Regions from separate parts of the Sus scrofa genome. Here region 1 is linked to region 2. The links are chromatin contacts, called in public HiChIP or PLAC-seq maps. All regions are on one chromosome and are shown on one strand. Each heading gives the region's core, a stretch centred on a gene start, on an enhancer-like site or on the middle of the called end of the contact. The rest is flanking DNA. Distances are from core to core; before and after follow the strand shown. Region 1 has its middle 95 kb from the start of MIR30A. Region 2 overlaps OGFRL1 (opioid growth factor receptor-like protein 1).

Region 1 (5,905 bases), core at 798-3,297, 170 kb after region 2:
TGATAGAGATATCAGTCTATTCAAGGGAATAGACAGCAAAAGATATCATGACTTTCATGATAGAGATACCAGTCTAATCAGGGGAATAGAAAACAAAAGGATTCAGCTCAACCTGTAGCATTTTCATGGACTCATTTGTGTGCTTGAATTGAGGAAGCTCTCAGAGATGTGAGTAATTCCAGACTGATTTCTGTCCAATGCAGGTTGGGGCCCCTTGGTGGTGGCTGTCTCTGGGGAAGTGGAACTTTTGACCATGATTTCAAAGTGTGGGTCAAAGAAGTGAAAGAAACACAGATGGGGAAGAAGAACTAGCAGGCTCCCTCCCTCCATGGAGACTGGATGAAACAAACACATGCATAGTTGTAGATAACACCTTCACTGATTCTATAACTTAATACAGTGCTTAAAATATAGAAATCTTTACAGTACTCTTTTCCCTTAACATGGTGTCAAGGCCATTTTCTTATCTTAACCTTAAGTACTTTGGTGGCCTGCATTCTTGGTGGCGTGCATTAAACTATAAACCCAGTTTACAGCAGCAACGGTGCTGTTGGGATATGGGCTTGGGGATATGCAGATGTGTGGAAACTTGCCAGAACAGGTCTGTCAATTAGGTTATTGGTTTGTTAGAAACTGTTGGGGTCTTGGGAAGAAAGACCAAGATTGATGGATGGAAACCCAAAATACTGACAAAATTAAAGGCGATACTTTATGAGAGAATAAATAGCCTCATTAACTGACCCTCAGGGAGACTGGCCCACCCTATTTGCAATGCTGGAGCCAGGTGGGTCTCCCAGCTGTGGAGCCAGGTAGGACTTAAGGATCAAGGAGCCTCTCTCCCATAGGCGGCGGAACTGAGCTCTGCATGCCAAATTTATTTTAAATTCCCAACCTGATATATTGCTCTACTTCCCCTGAGGAAAGGGAATAAAGAGGAGGGAGGGAAGCAGGGTTTAGGGAAAATTCCTCTTCACTGAAACCAGAACAGCTGAGAAAATGTGTTTCCCTCTAGTGGAAATGACTTCTTAATCCTTCAGATTTTTTCATTTAACACTCTCCGTGGCTATAGCACATGGTTCAAGGTGGCTTTGAGGGATTAAGCTTCAAACATTTAAGCCGTGTAATGCAGTGCAATTGGTAGCATTGTTTTGTATGGCTTTGAATCCTAATGTTTTCCTTCGGGTCCTAGGCCCGGGACTGGGCTCATATGCTTGGATGTGTTAAGCTTATTAAAAACTGACTAACTGGTCAGAATGGCTGACAAATCAGCCACTGAGATCTTCAGACTTGACTTCAAATGATTCAGTTCCACAAACAAATCAATGACACTATGTCTTGCCCTATAGATGTTTGTTCAAATATATCAATTACATCATCTTTCAGAATTTTACATCCCAGATTTTATTCTAAACACAAATGAAAGACATTTCTAAATTCTTAAAAGCATGGGAAATGTGATATTTTTGTGGATACAAACATTGAAATTCCTTTAGGGATTTCTGTTTCCACCACAATATAAACCAAAACCAATGCATATATATATGCAGCCCCCTCCACCCCCGACAGGCTGCTAATTGTATTGTCTACTAGGAAGATCAAATGAGTTATGAATGCTCCAAATGGAAGCTGTTTTATTAAGAAAAGCAATTAATGAGAAACCTAAAAGTTAAGTCATCTCCATGCCAGATCAACATAGTGTTTGTATGAAACTTACAAATCTTAGTTTTCAAAATGATATTGAGGAAACAAACATGACAGCTGTGCAAATATGGTCAATGCCTCACTTCCTACTGACTTCTAGTCAACAATTTTAAAACAAAAGCGGTGAGGACTTTCAGTGAAATCCTGGTGAGCAAGGAGTCAGTATTTAGTGATTTGGTGGCTGTCAGAAAATGTCTTCCTATTTTAAAGGGGCTGTTTGTTCCTGGCTGAGGTCTGTGAGTGTACGCAGGGAATTCCAAACTGAAAGTGTGTGTTTATAGGATACACAATACTGCAGATCAAGGCTGATCTGCAGTTAGGGCTGGTTCCCTTTGGTTTCTAGAAAGGAGCAAGGGTGCCCTCTTGGGCCCTGGTGCAGAAACTTCCCTCACACATGAATTCTCGGGGGCCTCATCTTAGGAACCGCAAGGCCAAAGGCAAAGTTTTAGCCACTGAAACAGGCCTGAGTGGGGGCAGCAGCTCCAGAATTGACTGAAGTCAGTTTGCCAGTACCTGCCAATCCCATCTTCAACTCTCCCTGGGCCCTTACTAACAATGCATGCCATTCCCACACTGGCCTGCCTCACCTCCTCAATCAGAACGACTGCTTCAGTGACAGGTTGATAGTATTTTGACGTGTTTTGTCTGTAATAATAATGCTCCTTAGCTACATCACGCAATACTGCTTCTTCAGGTGCCTTCAGATTAACATCATGTAATTTATTGCTTTAGCCATAAAAACTGCAGCATCTGAGGACTGGAAAAACATTACAGATTACGTAATTTAACCTCTTTGTCTGTCAAAGAGGAAACAGAGTTTGGGTCTCATGTAACAGAATTAAAAAGCCACAAGGTTTGAACCTAGAGCCGGTTTCCTGAACCCCCGTTAACAGAATTAAGTTTCTGTTACCTAATGTTTACAGAGAATATGTGAATGAGTCAGGATAGGTATTATTTCTATTTCATAGATAAAGATTTTAAAGATTATGGAGGTTCAGTGGTTTATTTGAAGTCACATGACTAAGTAGGGACAGAGCTAGAAAGGAATCCAGTGTCTTACCTTCTGGTTAGGATTATTTACAAACACATGTGTGTGAACCCAAACTCAGAAACTAAGAAAGACGCAGGTCTGTGCCTCAACAGTTAGTCTCCTGTTAATCAAACATTCAGTGGGTGTCAGGGGTTTTCCTAGTCACAAAGGAAATGTTGAACAGGACAGAGTCTGTGACATCCAGGGTGTGGTAGCCAGCCTCCGAGATGGACCCCCCAATGGCTTTTGCCTCGGGCCATTCATGCCCTTGACTAGTTTCTTCTCACACCAAATGCAGATGACCTGTGTGATCAGTTGGATATTGCTGAACAACTATGTGTTACCTCTCAGTCTAGGTCATAAAACACACTGTGGTTTCTGTCTTGCTCTCTCTTGGATCACTTGCTCTTGAAGGATCTAGTTGCCATATAGTGTGGACATCCCTGCAGCCCTGTTGAGAAGACCATTCAGGAACTGAGAACTCTGATAGCCAGCAAAAACCTGCCAATCATGTGTGTCAAGTGTCTTGAAATCAGATTTTCCAGCCCCTGTCAGGCCTTCAGATGACTGCAGCCTTGGCAGATATCCAACTGCAACCTCAAGTCAGACTCCAGGCCAGAACTACCAAGTGAAGTCATTCCCAAATTCTTAACTCATAAAAATGGTGTGAGATAATGTTCGTTGCTAGGTTTTTTTTGTTTTGTTTTGTTTTGTTTTTATCTTTCTTATGACTGAAACTTCTGCATATGGAAGTTCCTGGGCTAGAGGTTGAATCAGAACTGCAGCTGCTGGCCTACACCACAGCAACAACAAAACTGGATCCAAGCCACATCTGCAATCTACAGCACAACTTGCAGCAGCACCGGATCCTTAACCCAGTGATCGAGGCCAGGAAATGAACTCACGTCCTCATGGACACTATGTTGGGTTCTTAACCTGCTGAGCCACAATGGGAATTCCTGTTGCTGTTTTAAGTTGCTAAGTTTGGGGTAATTTATCATGCAGCAATGGATAACACATAGTTGGAGTGAAAAAATAAAGACAAAATTAAATAGAGTAACTTCAAGTAGAGTGTTATGAAGAAGATAAAATACGGTGCTATGATAGAGGGAGGTAGAGGACTGCTTTGACCAGGGTGGGGGGGCCCTCTAAGGAGGGGGGCACTTGAGCTGAGAGATCGCTGTTCATAAAGAGGCAACCATGGAGAGACTGAGAGAAGAGAAACTCCCAAAGAAGCAACAGTATGCGCAAAGGTCCCATGCCAGGGAAAAGCTGGGCATATTTAAAGGACAGAAAGAAAGCCAATTTGGATGGAGGGCCATGAATTAGGGAGAAAGTTGAGGAAGATTAAGTAAAAAAATACAGGCAGAGCCAAATCACGAAAAGCCTTGAAGGTCATGGGAAGCCATTGAGGATTTGTAAACGGAGGAGACCCAGGATCCAATGTGCAGGTTGGAAAGACTTCTCTGACTGCTGTGTGGACACTGAATAGTCCTGGGGTGGGGATGCACCCAAGAAAGAAAAGAGAAGATGATAACGGAAATCTATCTTTGTGCAATGACACACTCCATGGGGAATTTCTTTAAAAAGGATTCAGCACTCTGCAGCTTCAAGAGAGTCTCACTATTAGTGACTTCACTCAAGTTCCTAAGAGCTGTTCTTCTAGAGAAAAACAGCAGATGCTGGCACACACCTGGCTGGTGGGGTGAATTTGTGTTTGGGATGAAGTCCTGGGTAGCTGTGCTGAAGTATGCAAAGCACACCATCCTTAGGTGGATCGGTGGAGTCTGAATCCAGCCATAGTCCTTAAAGGAGACACTAAGGTTCGGAGAAAAAAATATGTTTAGGATTACAATTATAGAAGGTTTTTTCCTCTTAAATTTTTATGATTTTTGAGGACTTTAAGATTTCCTTTTTTTGCTTTTTTTTTTTTTTTTTTTTTTTTTTTTAGGGCCACACCTGCTGCATATGGAAGTTTCCAGGCTAGGGGTTGAATCGGAGCTTCAGCTGCCAGCCTATACCACAGCTACAGCCACAGCCACACCAGACCTGAGCTGTATCTGCGACTTATGCCACAACTCATGGCAATGCTGGATCCTTAGCCCTCTGATTGAGCCCAGGGATTGAACCCGTATCTTAACCTGCTGAGCCACAATGGGAACACTCAGGACTTTAAGATTTTCTGGGCATCCATTGGGTATATTGTTATTGCTCCATGAAGACAACAGTAAAATCAGCTTATTTCTTAATTGTTACATTCTTTCCACTGAGGAAATTTGGTTCCTATAAATAATCAAATCAAAAGGCAGTTTTCGCTCCCGTACAATCAAGCCCTGTGTGCTTAGGAATTAAGTACCTCTTTTTAAGTCCAGCATGTATTTCTAAGAATAACATCACGATTCAAAAATGATAAGGCACACAACTATGTGGACTGTTTACATTTGGGAAACTAATAGAGAATTCTCTTTCACTTTATCCCTCAAGGAAAAGACCATCATGGGTCACTGGGACCATATTATGTTACAGTCTCGTGGTTCACTCCATGTGAGCTGCTCTCCGCTCCTTCACACACACAGACCCCAGCTATGTGACACACAGTTAAGCACATTTTCTAAAGTAAGAGGAAAATTCATCCAAACACCAGAACAGATGTAAATAAAAAAGAAGAGGGTAGTTTAAAAATATTTCTGTTGCTATCAGCAATAATTTTGTCTCCTGAATGGCATTTGGCTGTTGGTGTAGAGTGTGAATCAAGCTCGTCTGGTTACTGTGGAAGATGGAGCAATGGCAAGTTTCCAATTTTCAGTCCAGGAGATTGTTTACTGAAAGTTCCTTATGCTTTTAAAACTACGTTTTAAAGAAAGCATCAAGTAGAAAATTGTTTATATAGGTCAGGAAATTGATTCTGTTGTATGTATTCCTGTAGATACAGCCATATACAAAATGTTATAGGAGTTGCTTTTTAAAATACTTTTTGGGAAACATTTCCTAAACCTGAAAATAAATATGTTACTGTCTTTATTGATGTACAAATTTCTCCTTAAACAATATTCAGCCAGTCAACCAGCACTTTTTTTTTCTTTCTTTCTTTTTTTTTTTTTTTTTTTTTTTTTTTTGTCTTGCACCCACAGCACATGGACGTTCCCAGGCTAGGGATCAGATCAGAGCTGCAGC
Region 2 (6,061 bases), core at 2,151-4,650:
GAATGATGGCCTGGGTCAGCAGGATCTGGAAAATTAGGAGTGTATGTATATTGACTTCTTTCACCTGTGAATCCTATAGTGTTTATACCATGAACAGATTTGTGTGAGGACTCTCTAGGGTAGCAGTGAGTACAACCTTGCCTCTTTCCCTGTTCCAGCCCACCCAGCAGACTGTGCTTGGGGGCAGACCATGTTTTAGAAATTTCTTATTACAGAAGATCATAGAGTTATGAATGCCTGGAGGTATCCAGATGTGCCTTAACTGATGTAAATGATTTTCATTCAGAAGTTTAAATTTTCACCCCATTATAAAATCTTGCCTTTTAAGGAACATTCCAAACCATGAAGATCAGTTATTTTAATGAAATTTACTTTGGTGCTTTGTCGTTTTGGAGAAATTTCCATTTGTGTCAATAGCATCCCTTTAGAAGGAAGTATTCTAGCCACAATGTTCAAAAATGTGTTCTTTTTTGACAAAAAGTGTTTACAATAAGAAAGATAAACTACATTGTTACATTTATGTTTCTGTTTAATTTTGCTAATTGTGACAATTTTCATTGTAAACATCTCTCAGTTACCATGAGTAATGTTTATCTGTTTTACTTTTGTTTGTAGATGCAGATGAATGTAGAAAATAGACTTGTGTTAGATAAATTATTTAAAAGTTTAAATCTAGTAGATGGGGGAATTTGAAATTAATTTGAAAAATTTTCTGCTATAGTTTTATGAGAAACCTTTAAACGGTACCATTCTTGCATTTTTCCTTAGAATTTTTTTTTGTCGTCTTCTGCTTTTTTTTCTTCATCTGTTGAGGAGCTTATTATTTTAGTTACTTATGGGAAATAACTTCTTAATGTTTGTTTCCTTGAATTAAAGTTTTCTTGTGGAGGATAGAATTAACTGCTTTGTTTTATGGCCGGAACTCTGCCTGGAGGCTGAGTTCAGAGAAAGGAGGTGACTGAGAACCAGAGCGGATCTTGGCGAAGGGGGCTGACATTGGGCTACAGCCTCCCCAGTGGCAGGAGGGGTCCTTAGGCCTTGTCTGGATGATGAGGATGTTAGGCTCCCTGATCGCTGACTTCTGAGGAAGGTGGCCCACCTTGGACTTCATACACAGTTCCACTGGGTATCAATTTTCATAAAATATCTGTTATAATTCATTTGCCACCATTTTGTAGCTGTTTAAGAATTTGTGAGCAATTGGATACCTGCCAGTTCAATTATAGCTGAATCTTTATAACTATCTTGGGAAACACTGAAATATCAGTTCTGACTCCCCCTCCTCCCAGTTCAAAAATTCTGATCTTCAATCAGAACTTGTCAGAGGTATCTATACAAAAGTCTCCATAAAAGAATCCTGTGTTCTTTAAAGATGAAGTGAAAAGGAAAGGACACCAGTCAGTGCTCAGTTGTTAATGCTGAAAGAACTTTTTAAAAAATCAGAAACCTTATAGATTTTAATATGTAAAACATATTGAAGATATAAAGTTTATATAGCCTCGTTTTTAAATTATAATGGAGTTTGCGGAACAGTTACATGGATTAGGGAGACTGGTTATGTAGCGAGCTTTGGTCCTAAGAAGCGTCCAAGTCCTGCACTCATTAGTCAGATGAACACTTTTCAGTGCTGATGGGTTTAGTGTCATGTGAGAAGGAAGATACACATGAAACAAAAAATTAGAAACAGTAACTAGAAACTCATTATAGAGATATTCATAACCAATTATAGGTTGGTACAATGCCAGAATTACTGGAAGCAGATGAGCAGTGGTCTGCAAAAGCTCTATGGTGGGGACGCACTTTCAGAGCCAGCTCTGTGTTGTAGGTGCCAAGGAGATCAGGACTGGTGTGGAAATGGTCCCCCTTCATGCTTGTACTTGAGGCCTGAATCCCACTTACTCCACTGCAGGCTGAAACCTTTCATAGACTGAGGGAAAAAAACCAAATGGTCAGGCACCAAGTTTAGTTCCTCTGCCAGTGGTGGTTTTCCTAAAAAGAAGTTCAGTGGAGGGACTGGCTGCAGGTACAAGGAGGTCAGTGGTAGGTGGTTTGTAATGAAAGGACTGTAATCTCCCACACCATGGAGACTGATGGCGTCTTCATTGTGAGGCATCACAATTAAAAGCAACAGATGAGAGAGAGCAAAATGTTAGATCTTGTGACAAGCTTTTTCTTTCTTTTCCTTTTTATAAAAAGTGTATTTGGTTCCTAAGTTATCTGGTCTTTTTTCAGGTTACCTAAGAAGAGGGGTTGCCAGCTGGGTCCATTTCAATTGGGAAACTCTTGTGTCCTTTCCATTTTGAGTATTTTGGGAAAATGGATATGATTCTTAAAAAGATGTGTGTTTTACTTCCTACATGAGCTCAGACTCTCCGGTGGCCCTGGGCCTTTTCTGGGCTCCGTCGTCTCCTGCAGGGTGAATTACAGAATGCTGTGCATGTCTGTCTGCACCAATACCATGTGTATGTGGTAGGAGTTGTAACCAGTTTCTGGATCTGTATGGTACTATGAGACACTTATTTTATAATTCTGTAACTGTATGGCAGTGTTATGCCAAAAAATGTACAAAAAGCAATAGTTTCTGTTGTTTACTGCTGTATTTAAAAATATTGTTTCTGAAATAATATATGTAGAGTTCCTTTAAAGTAATTATTTTTAATAACTATTGCCAAATACACATCCTGTAAAGTGAATAAAAGCCACTTCACCTTAGTTAACATTCTAGCATTATGTTAGAGTCCATAATGTTGATTTTGCATGATTAAAATATTTTTAAAGAGCTGAAACAAGTGACTTTGCTGTTTTCCTATGATTAGACATATTTTTTAATGTTATTGTATGAGATCAAGATTATTTCCTTATATCCTCTAAAGTAAGTATTAGAGGATACTTGAATACTTGAAGGGTGAAATCTTACTTATAAAGGCAGTTAATTTTGTTGCAAGATTTTGGAGGGCAGATCACGTGTAAATACTGGGATGTTCTCTGTTTTACTTTTCTCTATTGTAAAGTTTTAAAAGCATGTTTCAAAGAGATGGATGAAAATACATAACTAATGGAAGGGACAGTTTTCTTCACTTAATAGGGCTAGCCTTTTAATGATGATTTTTTGATTAAGAAAAATGCAATTGTGAGGTGCAAATGAGGAGGTTGCCTGAGAGACCACAAGACAGTGTGGATGAAGGTGGGGAAAAGCATCCCCTTGGAGCTTGGCTGCACTGATACATCAAGGCAGGAAAGGTGCAGATGAAAGAACTAAGAATAAACTGTGGTGAGAGTCAGAATGAAATCACATTGTGTGTAATTGAGAAACTCAGAGAGAAAATCACAGCCACATGGTGAGCAAGCATGATTTTAACTTCAGCCTTTGGGGATGAGTTGTTTAGGGAGAGAGCAACACACATAAGCAATTACCATCCTAAGGGAAGGGCAGACACATTCTGGTAACAGAAAATGGGGAAGTTTGCTTTCTCCCAAAGGCTGAATTTCCAAAGGCAACGTAAGATCGTTAGAGAATGGAGATTCTCAGTAGAGTGAAAAAGACAGGACTGAGCCTGCATTTCTTCAAGAATATAAAATCCAGTACGCAGAGAGTTTGCAAAAGAGATTTAGAGCGTGTTCCTCATTTTAAGCTTCAAGTGGGTGCAGAGCAGCGGGTGAGCTGGTGTTCCTGGGATAGAAGGAAATCCCAGCCTGGAGAAAGAGCAGGATGGCTCTCATGGGTGAGTTTAGGCTCCAGTGATTGTGACAAAGACATTATAGGGAACAGTAACGATGATCCTGCCCTCGGGATTATCCCCGTGAATTCGTGAGATTAACTGAAAGAGCATTTTAAAGTAGGTTACTAATGAGAGATTGACTTTGCTCGGGAAGGCTGGGTTTATTGATTTTGCTGTAATAGTTAGCATTCTACTATTTCGATAACATTACTGTATACTCAGCACTACCAAGGAATATACAGATTCTCTCAAGTGGTTGTAACATAATTTATTATGACTGAAATAGCTTATTTGTTCTACTCTCAGCTTGAGAAAAGGAAGAGGTTGGAGGAAGGAGGAAACAGAAGTGGTGGAGGAGATGACCCAAGTGAGGCCTGACAGCTCATCTTAGAACCCTGAGGTGGTCCAAGAGCCCAGAATGGATGATTTCACTGTCGGCAGGAAGAAAGGTTTAAGAAAGAGCCCCAAAGGAGGGAAAGGAGTGAGCAAAGAGGCAATTTGTCTAACTGGGAAGAGCTGACTTCCCCCACCCTCTGCCCCTGCCCCTGAGGCATATGGAAGTTCCTGGGCCAGGAATCAAATCTGAGCTGCAGCTGTGACCTACAGCCACAGCTGCAGCAACACCAGATCCTCAACCTGCTGCACCACCTGGGAACTCCTGGGAAGAGCTGGCTTTGAGGATAGATGGGTCCATATGGCACCATCCTTACGGTTGGCTGTGTGGCTTTGGGTGAGTCCTATAAACTCTCAGGTCTCTGGTTTCCCACTAGTAATAATGTCTACTTTGTGATTTTCTTGGGAGGATTAGATTGTGGGTGAGAAATGTCAGGGATGTAGTCAAGACACTTCTTTATAGTGGCTGCTGGTGTTCTAGAAAAAAATAAGGAGAAGTTTGGTCACAACATTGTGCAGCATTTATCTCAATGGAAATCAATTTAATGTGTTTACCAAGCTTATAGATCAAAATAAACATCTTAGGCATTGTTTATTATTTTAATTTAGTTCTTAACTGCAAAAACTAGCTGTGTAGAATTGGTTTTATATTAGACACACTGATAGGATAGAAATTTTCCTTCATTGTGACTATAATGGATGTACAAAATGGCCCTTTAGGGAGTTCCCACTGTGGCTCAGTGGTTAACAAATCCAACTATGAACCATGAGGTTGCGGGTTCGATCCCTGGTCTTGCTCAGCGGGTTAAGGATCCGGTGTTGCCCTGAGCTGTGGTCTAGGTCGCAGACGTGGCTTGGATTCCACGTTGCTGTAGCTGTGGTATAGACTGGCGGCTACAGTTCCGATTCGACCCCTATCCTGGGAACCTCCATTTGCCGAGGGTGCGGCCCCAGAAAAAGACAAAAATAAAAAACAAAACAAAATGGTCCTTTATTCCTTCCTGAATAATTGTTTGAATTTGTTTATCTTCTCTGCCAAGAAAGAGCTGGAGTGTGGGGGCAGAGCTGAAGCCTTTTGACCAGGATCAGGAAGCGATCTTAGTTTATTTTAGGACATTAGCAGTACAGATTCTTATTGAGGGCAGGACATTTTAATTTAAAATCCTCCAAACAAAAGGCCACTTAACAGTTAACACTAAAAATGTGTGTGTATATAGTCACTCCTATGAACTCAGCGACTAACTTGGCATTGTTTTCTTACAGTCAGAACCAGGAAGGTGAATAATCTTCTGCTAAATATATATTCAACTTTCAGAATTCTAACTTGCAGGTATCTTCACACTATGAAGTCACAATGGGGTCACCAGAGTTCCTGGGCCATGTTTTGTTCAACCCTTCATCCTTTTAGAATGCTCCCTACATACTTTAAGTAAAATGTGAAATAAATTCTCAGTAATATAAGTAGAAGAGAAACATTTTCTTTTTTCTCTAACATTCACTTCAACCCATCCACCCTCATTTCATCTGTTTCAATGTCAGAAGGGGGAAGGGTTGCTATAGGCTTTCCCAGTTAGACCCTGTGGATCCTAATGTACAGAAAATGAAGAGCAGTGATAGGACTTTCCTCCCTCAAATGCTGCAGATGCAAGAGTGTGGGGGGGTGCCCAAGCCCTCAGCTCTTGCTTCTCAATATGTCTTCCCTTTACCCCTTTGATTTTTTTTTCTTTTTCTTTTTAGGTCTTTTTGCCTTTTCTAGGGCCGCTCCGGCAGCATGTGGAGGTTCCCAGGCTAGGGGTCTAATCAGAGCTGTAGCCACTGGCCTACACCAGAGCCACAGCAACTCGGGATCCGAGCTGCATCTGTGACCTACACCACAGCTCAGGGCAACACCGGATCCTTAACCCACTGAGCAAGGCCAGGGGTTGAACCCACAACCTCTTGGTTCCTAG

Evidence for each region. HiChIP or PLAC-seq counts read pairs in DNA pulled down with a chosen protein or histone mark.
Region 1: a contact with region 2 is called in an H3K27ac HiChIP or PLAC-seq map of alveolar macrophages. The contact joins two enhancer-like sites. A contact is called at or near these places in 1 of 47 Hi-C or Micro-C datasets (embryonic fibroblasts) and 1 of 2 datasets of contacts at active chromatin or transcription factors (alveolar macrophages).

The regions. Positions count from the first base shown.
Region 1 is chr1:51,504,619-51,510,523 of Sscrofa11.1, forward strand. No RefSeq gene overlaps it. Among named protein-coding and RNA genes, the nearest start is that of MIR30A, 95 kb to the left of the region's middle. Within about 2 kb of position 2,048, at least 18 of the 83 cell types and tissues checked have an H3K27ac peak or open chromatin away from gene starts, as enhancers often do. A contact at or near this core is called in alveolar macrophages, where this site is marked.
Region 2 is chr1:51,329,546-51,335,606 of Sscrofa11.1, forward strand. OGFRL1 (opioid growth factor receptor-like protein 1) reads left to right here. Exons shown (of 7, transcript XM_003121264.5): 7 at 1-2,786. Among named protein-coding and RNA genes, the nearest start is that of OGFRL1, 20 kb to the left of the region's middle. Within about 2 kb of position 3,401, at least 1 of the 83 cell types and tissues checked has an H3K27ac peak or open chromatin away from gene starts, as enhancers often do. A contact at or near this core is called in alveolar macrophages, where this site is marked.